2 separate regions of the Sus scrofa genome follow, and region 1 is linked to region 2. The links are chromatin contacts, called in public HiChIP or PLAC-seq maps. All regions are on one chromosome and are shown on one strand. Each heading gives the region's core, a stretch centred on a gene start, on an enhancer-like site or on the middle of the called end of the contact. The rest is flanking DNA. Distances are from core to core; before and after follow the strand shown. Region 1 holds the start of LOC100515824 (insulin receptor substrate 1-like). Region 2 holds the start of MOSPD3 (motile sperm domain containing 3).

The links. HiChIP or PLAC-seq counts read pairs in DNA pulled down with a chosen protein or histone mark.
Region 1: an H3K27ac HiChIP or PLAC-seq map of alveolar macrophages shows a contact between it and region 2. The contact joins the promoter of LOC100515824 here to the promoter of MOSPD3 in region 2. A contact is called at or near these places in 2 of 2 datasets of contacts at active chromatin or transcription factors (alveolar macrophages and skeletal muscle).

The regions. Positions count from the first base shown.
Region 1 is chr3:8,491,625-8,496,278 of Sscrofa11.1, forward strand. It overlaps LOC100515824 (insulin receptor substrate 1-like), which reads left to right and starts at 2,912. Exons shown (of 2, transcript XM_013995453.2): 1 at 2,912-3,612; 2 at 3,802-4,654. The coding sequence starts at 3,207. LOC106509647 (a long non-coding RNA gene) reads right to left here and starts at 3,538. Exons shown (of 7, transcript XR_002342293.1): 1 at 2,636-3,538; 2 at 2,135-2,314; 3 at 531-660.
Region 2 is chr3:8,528,583-8,533,739 of Sscrofa11.1, forward strand. It overlaps MOSPD3 (motile sperm domain containing 3), which reads left to right and starts at 3,163. Exons shown (of 5, transcript NM_001195356.1): 1 at 3,163-3,422; 2 at 3,644-3,719; 3 at 3,948-4,177; 4 at 4,727-4,891; 5 at 5,013-5,157. The coding sequence starts at 3,218. The coding sequence ends at 5,044. FBXO24 (F-box only protein 24) reads left to right here. Exons shown (of 20, transcript XM_021086233.1): 20 at 1-161. PCOLCE (procollagen C-endopeptidase enhancer 1) reads left to right here. Exons shown (of 9, transcript XM_003354474.4): 9 at 1-167. The coding sequence ends at 115.

The DNA.
Region 1 (4,654 bases), core at 1,662-4,161, 37 kb before region 2:
TGGATGTGAGATTTAAAGGACCAGGCGCTGCAGTGCCTCGTACTGTGTGTTTCAGTCACATGCCTGCTGTTTCCCAGGGATCTTGGACTGCTTGGTGCCTGAACCCAGGGACCTCCCTGCAGTCCCCCCTCCACGCCTCCCAGTCACTGTGTCCTACATGGACCCCAGCCAGCTCACTGGCCAGGGCAGGGTGATCGGGCAGCGAAGTTGAAGTTACGCTGGGTCAGCCTCCGACTCCAGGGCAGACAAAGCAAGAGTTCCCTAGGGAATAGGCTGACACCAGGACTGCAGCAGCCTCTGGGCACCCTTCCTCCAGGCAGGCAGCAAGGATGGAAAAATCCCCGGCCTGCAAGGAAATGTCCAAATGACAGGCTGTCTTCCCCCTGCCCTGCGGCCTCCAGGGCCTCCTTGCAGACCCTGCCTGGTGATTACAAATTGGGACCCACACTGTGAGACTGGAAGGACACCTGCACTGCCACCAGGCTTCTGACCAAGTCCTCATGTCCCCATGGCCAAGGCTGTGACCGTACCCCGCAGGCAACAGTCTTCTGATTTGAGCCCAGCCTTCAGCGGGTCCCCAACAGCTGCCTCTGTGGATGAAGAAGCAGGAGCTGGTCCCCAGGACCTCTGTCAAGCTCTCCATTCTCTCCACAGTGGAACCTGGTAGCCATGCGGCGGGGGGGGGGGGGGGGAGAGGGGGGATGAAGAAGGGGATGGCACTGTCCCTGAGTCCCCCTCCACAGAGGAGTGACAACTTGGGATGGAGGAGAGAGGGCCACAGGAGAAGATCCTGGCCTTAGTGCCCCAGTCTCCTCCCTGTAGGTGCCTCTTTGGTAACAAGTCTCCCGCAGGCACTTGGAATGCGGAGATCTCGCCCCAAGGGCGCGCTGCACCTGCGCCCGGCAGGGACACGCAGGTGGAGCCCCTCAGGTTGGGGGAGGTGCTCTCACCCAGCAGAGCTGAGGTTCTGCAACTTCCTGTCCCTAGGGAGCAACCCTAGTTACCAGGGCAACAGGCTAAAATAAATCTTGTCTGGGTAGAGCCAAGGGCAATACTGTTGCCAGGGCAACTGATGAGGTCAGTTGTTGGGCTCCAGGCTCTTCCTGGTACCCAGCAAGCTAAATCACCTGGCACTGATTACCAACCCACTCGACCACCCGCCCAGGACCCAGGCACTGGGATCCCTGCTGCTTCCTGCTTTATATGTACCCAGCACTTAGAGAGTCAAAGACGCGAGGCGGTCTAGGCTGGTCTCTGTGACAGTGGCTGTGATTTCACAAGCACTGGACTGCTGCAAGGGGGACTGGATGATGGGAGCAGGAAGGAGTGGCTGTGAAGAGCCCTCCTGTGGGTAGCTTCAAATCAAGCCTGGGGAGGAAGGCTCCAGCCAGGAGCACAGCAGGCACGTGGGCTCCATGGGTGCCCTGCTCCTTAGGGCAGCACCAAGACTAGGAAAGGGAGGGGCCAGCAGATGTCTTTTGTGTTCCTGCCACTTCGCACATGGTGCATATGTCAAGGCTACACTGGAGGCGATGGCCGGGGACATACTTATGTCCTGGTGTCAGCTTAAGGATCTATGACATATCTGCCTCTCCCTGGCCAACACCTATTGATGGTGGAGGCTGCCACAGGCCCCCCCATGTACCACGTGAGCTGCCAGCACCTCTCCCGCACCTTAGAGAGGCGCTGGCTGACCTGAGAGGCACCTGGAGTAGGCACTGGGTACCACCTGCCTGCTGGCCAGATGCCCATCCTCACAATGCCAGGCAGTGCCCTGCATCATGCTTGCAACATGACCTGTAAAGGATGTTCGAGGATGCCAGCCTCCCTGTCCACTAAACCATTGGCTCCTCTGGTATCCCAGCTCCTTCCTCCAAGGCCTGGGTGGGAAGCCCCGCCAGCCCTGCTTGGGCTTTCCTGACCCTTGAACTAGTCTATGAAAACGAACCAGATGGCCTTGCTTCAGTACTCCTGTTACAGCTCCTTCCTCACCTGAAGGCACTCCTCCCCCAAATACCATCTTTAACTGGGGCCACAGCTGCCCCCTTCCCCTCCCCAACCCTCAGCTCCCCCAGGGCCCTTCAGGTATCCTGCTTGCCAGGACAGGGATATCATAAGGTCCTCTAAGGCCCACCTGTCAACCCGTGGTTTGTCTTGCAGAGTGTACACTGACCAGCGCCATGGCCCCCGCCGTCAGCAGGTGGTCCTTGGAAGGATCAGAGGCGGGTGTAGGGCGTTCCTGCTATGGCACGGGTCGCAGCTGAGGCTCGGATTTGATTCCTGTCCCAGGAACCTTCATAGGTGGCAGGTGTGGCTGAAAAAGGGGAAAAAAGAAATGGATGTAAAAGTGCCTGAATCCCAACCCCATTTCAAACTTCTTGGGATGCAAGGGGGCAAAGGGTACCCCCATGAAGACACCTCCTGTCACCCCAACCCTGCAGAGAACCTGAACCTCCAGCTCCACCGAGGTCAACTTAGCCCAGTGCTCGGCGGCCCTGGCTCCTAGGATTACTTGGAAAGGAAGAGAACAGAACCATTCTGAGCGGGACCGGGGAGGCAGGGGACACGGGTGCTGGCGGCCTAGAGCCGGAAGGGGGTCCCGCTGTAAAGGCAGCCGGCTTAGCAGCCCCCTTACCTCCAGGACTGCGGACGAGGCCGCCAGCGGTCACCACGGACGTAGCTCCACGCACACTCTCTTCACCTCACAGCTTTCTCCGCGCTCAGGTCGGGTCAGAAGAGACGCCCCCAACACCTCCCCGCCCCGGCACCAGCCCAGGCCGAGGCCGCCTCTCCCGCACTCGGCAACTCAAACTCCACGCCCACCGCGCGGAGTCCAGCTCCGGGGCGCGTGAGGGTTAACCTCGCGGGGGTGGGGACTTGGGCGCAGTCGGCGTTGGGAGGGAGGGGAGAGGAGGCGGCGGGAGGCCACTGGGTTGAGGCTCCGAGCCCGGCGGAGCCTCGGGTGTCTCAGGCCGTCGAGCAGTCACTGGGTCACACGCTGCGCGCAGCGAGGGGCCACTGCAGACCCCCTGCCCCAAACTTCAAGTCGGGAGCGGGGGAGAGAGACGCCGGGCATTAAGGCAGTGGCAGCCTGTCAGGACGCTGCCCCCTCCCCCGGGACCGCTACCTCTAGAACCCCACCTCGGCGAGCCTCTTCCCAGCCGTCTCCGCTCCTGCTCCGGCCACTTGGTCGCCTTTGGCCCAGGATGAAGCCCAGAGGCGGCGGCGGCGGCAGCCCCACGACGGCCCCGGAGTCTGAGTCGGCCGACGTGGCCCTGGGTCCGCTGTCGCCCTGGGCCTGCCCGGCTGACGTGCGGCTCTGCGGCCACCTTCGGAAGCACAAGTCCCAGCACCGCCGCTTCTTCGTGCTCCGCGCGGACCCGCCGCGCCTCGAGTGTTACGAGAGCGAGAAGAAGTTCCACGCCGGCCGAGCGGCTCCCAAGCTCAGCGTGAGCCTGACGGGCGCGTGCACCATCAGCAAGCGCGTGGACGCGCGCCAGCGCCACCTGATCTTCCTCTTCACCGCCGACCGCAGCCTGGGCGTGGCGGCGGCCAGCGAGGCGGAGCAGCAGGCGTGGTACAGCGCCCTGCTTGAGGCGCGCGCCGCCGCCGGTGAGGCCCAAGCCCAGGGTGGGAGGGTGGGGGGGGTGATCGTGGATTTGGCTTATCCGTAGGCTGTCCCTCCCCCAGGTCTCCGAAATCCAATCCAAAATGAAGCGTTTACGCGTTGTCAGTCCCCGGGGCACACTGACTCCAAGCTCCCGGCCCAGAAGCTCTGTGACCCGCCTGTTGTCTCTCCAGGGCCCAGCTCCCACGAGGACCCCGAGGCCTGGATGCTCGCTCCGTTTCAGGACATCTGGCCCGTGACGCTGCGGCCCAAGGGGCTGGGGCAGACACGAGGCCTGGGCAGCGGCGGCTACTGCTTGTGCCTGGGTTCCGGGGTACTGAGCCTGCTGCGGAAGCCCAGGGGCAGAAGCTCCAGGGCCACCCAGGCACCTCCGCCCCCAGCCCTGCGCCTGTCCCTGCTCAGCGTGCGCCGCTGTGGTCACGCAGACTCTTTCTTCTTCCTGGAGCTCGGGCGCTCAGCACCCACAGGTCCCGGGGAGCTGTGGCTACAGGCGCCCGATGCTGTGATGGCCCAAAGCATTCACGAGACTGTCCTGGCCGCCATGAAGCGAATCGGGGACACTGGTGCTAGTGGCAGGACTGAGCCACTGCCAAGAAAGCCCCCGACGAGGGCCCCCAGACCCTCTGAGACCCCAGCCTCTGCGGCTCAGTCAGGCAGCCTGAACCGTCTGGGGTGCCCTAGTGAGAGGAGCGAGCAAGCAACCCCTAAGACGCTGGCGATGCTGGGGGCAGCGGCCTCACAGCCTGAGGGGTTGGGGCGGGGCGGGGGCTACATAACCATGGGAGCCAGGAGAGACTACGTGCCCATGGGAGACGGGCAAGCCAGCAGCTACGTGGTGATGGCGCCCCTGGGCCTCCCTGCCTCGGCCAAAGCCGCTCCCCATCAGCCACCTCTGGATGGCGGGCACTCTGAATACGTGTCCATGAGCCGCTGTGCACCACGGTCCCTTTTCTTGAGCTCTTTGCCCGGTTCCTACAGGCCTGGGGCCGGGGAGCCTGAAACGGGGCTCCAAAGCCCTCCTCTGCG
Region 2 (5,157 bases), core at 1,913-4,412:
TCCTCCAGAGAGCTTCGTGGTTCTCTACCGGCCCAACCAGGACCAGATCCTCACCAACCTCGCCAAGAGGAGGTGCCCTTCCCAGCCTGTTCAGGCTGCTGAGTCCCAGGCCTGAGCCCTAGGCACCCCTTTCTTATCCAAATAAATGTTTCTTGACTGAAGAAGGAGCCACATCTCCATGTCTGTGGTTTTAGTGCTCATCTTGGAGCGGATCTGTTTTCACTCATTAAACTGCACAGAGAGAAGTTCCCATTGTGGCTCAGTGGGTTAAGAACCCAACTACTATCCATGAGGATGCAGGTTCAATCCCTGGCTCAGTGGGTTAAGGATCTGGTGTTACTGCAAGCTGGAGTGTAGGTTGTAGATGTGGTTCAGATCCAGCAGATTTGGCATTGCTGTAGGGCCACAGCTGCAGCTCCAGTTCGACCCCTTGCCTGGGAACTTCCATATGCTGCAGGTGCAGCCCTAAAAGGACAGGAAAAAAAAAAAAAAAAAAAAAAACCTCCACAGTTACCATACAGAAGAATGTAAGTCAAATCTTGTCACCCCTTTGCTCAAAATCCTCCCATATTCCTAACACACACATACAAACACACAAAAATGGTAACTATGCAAAGGTAATGGATATGTAAATTAGCTTGATAATCTTCTCACAATGTATACATATATCAAAACATCAAATTGTACACCTTAAATTATACAATTTTTGGAGTTCCCTGGTGGCTCAGCAAGTTAATTATCCGGCATTGTCACTGCTGTTGCTGTGGTCATTGCTGTGGTGATGGTTCAATCCCTGGCCCTGGATACACATACATACACACACGTACACAGAATTTTTATGTTAAGGATATCTAGTTTTTTTTTTAGTTGTTTTATTTAGGAAGGGCTGTTCCTTTTTTTTTTTTTTTTGAAGCAGGGGGGCCACACCCACGGCACATGGAGGTTCCCTGGCTAGGAGTCCAATCAGAGCTCTTGCTGCCAACCTACACCACAGCCAGAGCAATGCCTGAACTGAGCCGCATCTGCGACCTACACCACAGCTCACAGCAAGAAGGGATCGAACCCGCAACCTCATGGTTCCTAGTCGGATTCGTTTCCGCTGCGCCACGACAGGAACTCCTAAATAAAGTTTTTCGTGGCACAGCGGAAACGAATCCGGTGGCTACAGCTCCAATTAGACCCCTAGCCTGGGAACCTCCCTATGCCATGGGTGCAGCCCTAAAAAAAAAGACAAAGACAAAAACAAAAAACAAAAACTCGGAGTTCTCCTCGTGGCACAGGGGAAAATTAATCCGACTAGGAACCATGAGGTTGCGGGTTCGATCCCTGGCCTTGCTCAGTGGGTTAACCATCTGGCGTTCCGTGAGCTGTGGTGTAGGTCGCAGTCCCGGCTTGGATCTGGCGTTGCTGTGGCTCTGGCGTAGGCCGGCAGCAACAGCTCCGATTAGACCCCTAACCAGGGAAACCCCATATGCCGCGGGTGCGGCCCTAAAAAGGACAAAAGAGACAAAATAAAATAAATAAAATAACAAGAAAACTCTCCCATAGTTTCCCATCAGTCTGTCTTACCGTGGGCCCTAAGGCTCTAGGTGATCAGCATCCCTCCTTCCACCTCATCTCAACGCTGAGTACTGTCTCCCTTAAAACCTCTGTTCCAGCCATACTGGTTCCTTGACCATTTCTATCTAGTACACATTTACTTCCGGCGTTTGCCTTTGCAGTTCCATCTGGAATTCTCTTCCACAGACATGTGTCGTGCTTCCAAACTTCAATCAGACCTCTGCTCAAGCTCATCCTAGTCACTCATTCATTGTTCACTCCACATGTTTTAGGTGCTGAAAATAAAACAAAACAAAGTCCCTACTGTTGTAGAGAGCAAGGTACATTCTACAGGAGCAGCGATAAACTAAAACATGCTATCAAGTAGCTCTATGAGTGCTGTGAAGAAAACAAAAGCGTGACAAAAGGACAGGCAAAGGGAGATTCTACATTTGATAGGGCGCTCAGAGAAGGGTTTCAGATAAGATAACTTTGTTTTGCTCCACTGCTGCTAACCAAAGGTGTGGCCTGGGGCAAGATTCTTCACCTTGTTGAAGCTGTTTCCTCCTCTGCGAAGGGAGTTGAAGATTCGGTGGGATGACGTAAGTAGCAAGGCTGACTCTTAATTCAGCAAGTAGCAAATATAAGTGATTTCCGAGTGAGTTCCGTGCAGGAAGGAATCAGAAGAACCTTGGGCTGAGATCCCAGTCCAACTGGGAGCTACTTCCAACTAGTTCTGTAGCAAACGGTTTTTGTTGCTGCGAAGGCTTCTAGGAGGACCTGGGATAGTAGAGAAAGAGGGCTCTCTCGTGGGAGGTAAATTCTAGTGATTCGGACGGGCTCAGAGTGGGGAGAAGGAACAAAGACCCATTCCCAGCCCCGCCCGGGTCCCCACCCCCGCTTATGCCAGGGTTAGCATTCTAGAGACGCTCGTAAAGTTTTACGTCACTAGGATGAAGCCAATCACCTCTTTACGTGCACCGATGGGCGCACTTACGGCTGAAACCAGGCGGCGCTGGCCAATGACAGAGCCCGTACGGCGGAAGAGTGAAACGGTCTCTCCGGAAGATGGCAGCCCTAGTACAGCCAAAAGCTGATTGGCAGGTGCTGTGACCAGAAGGCGAGCTTCATAGCAAGAGCGGCCATTCGGAGGCGGAAGTCCGAATAAGCGTCGGCTTGAGCTCAGGGAGGGGTCGGAGGCACAAATACAGGTCTCGGGAAAACAGAAGACGGAAAGGACAGCCCCGGAAGAGGCGGCTGCGGCAAGTAGAGTCTTGGGGGGGCAGACTGGGCAAGTGCCCAGGGACGCCCGGAAGGGGCGGGGCATGCTGCAGAGTGGGGCGGGGCTTATGGAGATCAGGAACCCGGACTGAAGACAAGGGCCCCGGCAGGGAGCTGGGAGGGGCAGGGTTTACGAGGTGGGCGTGACCCTCGAGGTAGAGCTTGGGGGCGGGGCCTAAGGGGACCCAAGGCAGAGCTGGAGAGGGGAAGGGTTTGGGGGGGCTGGGCCTGTCTTCTGGGGCCTCATCTAGCGGGATTCCGAGGCGGCGGCAGCATCAGTCCAGGCCCTGCCCTACGGTCTCATCCCGTTCCGTTTCACCCCTCTCGCCCCTCAGCTCTATCCTCCAGGCCCGTCCCCTGAACTCTGCCCTCGGATGTTCCACCGCCCAGAGCTTGCATGCGCCGTGGGGCGCCCCAGGACCAGGAGCTGGTGGGTTCGGGGGCTCCTGGGCGGGGGTCCCGGGGCGCCCCTGCTCCCTCGGGACCTGTTGTCCCGGTCCTCGTCTTTCCCCCGGATCTAGTATTCAGGGCGGACCAGCGGAGCGGCCCCCGGCAGTTGCTGACCCTCTATAACCCCACGGGAGCAGTGCTTCGCTTCCGAGGTGAAGGGGATGGGCGTCTCGCGCTAGGATCTGGGGACTGGCAGAAGAAAATTGGGGAGCTGTATGGATTGAGCAGTCAGATGAGTACGGTCGTATGTCCAGCCTAGGCAGAATGGATGATCGGAGGTGGGGGGGCGGGGTAGGAGGCAAAGGCGCTCCATGGGCGGGGCTTGTACAGGGTCCCTGAAGCAATAATCATTCTCTGTGCTTTCTTCCTCCAGTTCTGTGCACAGCACCTGCCAAATACACAGTGTTTGACGCGGAAGGATATGTGAAGCCTCAATCCTGCATTGACATGTGAGTTGGGAGGGGAGGGGTCGAGAGGCTGATGAAAGCCAGGGGTTGCTGCCAGAATAGTTCTCTGATTTACTGTGCTTTGGCCTTAGGTCCCAGACCTTGTCCTCTTCAATCTGTTTTACCCACCCCTCTGTCTGCGTCCCTAAGGGAAAGTTTCCTGGGAGGGTGGGGCCTGGATCCACTTGGATCACGGCCCCTCAATGGGCCTCTCTCCTTTCTTGAGACCAGTGTGATTCGCCACGTGGCCCCCAATCCCAGCCACTATGACGTCCAGGACCGCTTCCGCATTGAGCTGTCTGAGGAAGGAACAGAGGGCCGAGTGGTGGGGCGCAAGGACATCACCTCAGTTCTGAGGGCCCCAACGTACCCCCCTGAGCTTCAGGGACAGCCTGACCCAACGCCCCACCCAGGGCCCCCTTCCTGGACCGCTCCACCCTCGGCCCAACACTTCCCAGAGAGTGAGTTTGGGGATGGGAATTCTGAGAGTTCTGTAGGGAGGGAGGACCTAGCATGATCTTAGAGATGAGCTCAGTTGGAGGTGAAGAGGCCTCCGGTTCAGTCTTTTGCTTTTTGGTGGAAACCTACCTAGGAGTTGAGATTTTACATCAGGTTGGTTTCTGGCTTCCACTGAGGGGGAAAAAATGTTTCCCTTAGCTCTGACTTCAGTACTTCCCATCATGTATCAGCCAAGTTCAGTTCAATAAGAAGCGTAGGTTGAGCAACTCCTGCCGTCCCAAGTTGTGTATGTGTGGGAGACAGGGGTCTCTGCCCGATAGACCAGTAAGCAGGGCCAGTATTCAAGACAGAGTGAAGAGAGAGGAAGAATGATGAGGGACCAAAGGGGAGAGGGTGTCTTGTGGCTGTGGGGACAGAGGCTCCAGGGAGGAGAGGACACTTCCAGTGTCCAACGAAAAGTAGGTACACCTTCCATCTTCAGCCTCCTCCCTGTAGGACCTTGGGCTGGGCAGGAGTGCGGGCTGGAGCGTCTGACAGGCCTTGTTTCCCAGACCCCCACCCGCAACTGGCCACCAGCTCCTTCCTCCTCTTCTTGCTGATGGGCATCGTCTCGGTGGCCTTCCTGCTGCTCCCGCTCCAGGATGAACTTGGCAGCCAGCTGCCCCCAATCTTGCACGTCTCCCTGGGACAGAAGTTGGTGGCAGCCTACGTCTTGGGTGAGCACAGTGGTGGTGGTAGAGGATGTGGGCCCAGAGAGGGGGAGCCGGGACTGGAAAGGGGGCCTCCAGGGCCCCCGGCTGCATATACGACCTTGCTCTTTTGTTCTCCCCTCTCCAGGCCTCCTGACCATGGTGTTCCTCCGGATCTGAGCTCCCTGCTCCACCTCCACCACCCCCCTCCCCGGGCAGGGACGTGGACGTGGACATGAGACAGCCACTGTGATGCTCATAACCCTGCCGCCACGCCTGCTTCCTTCTTCCTC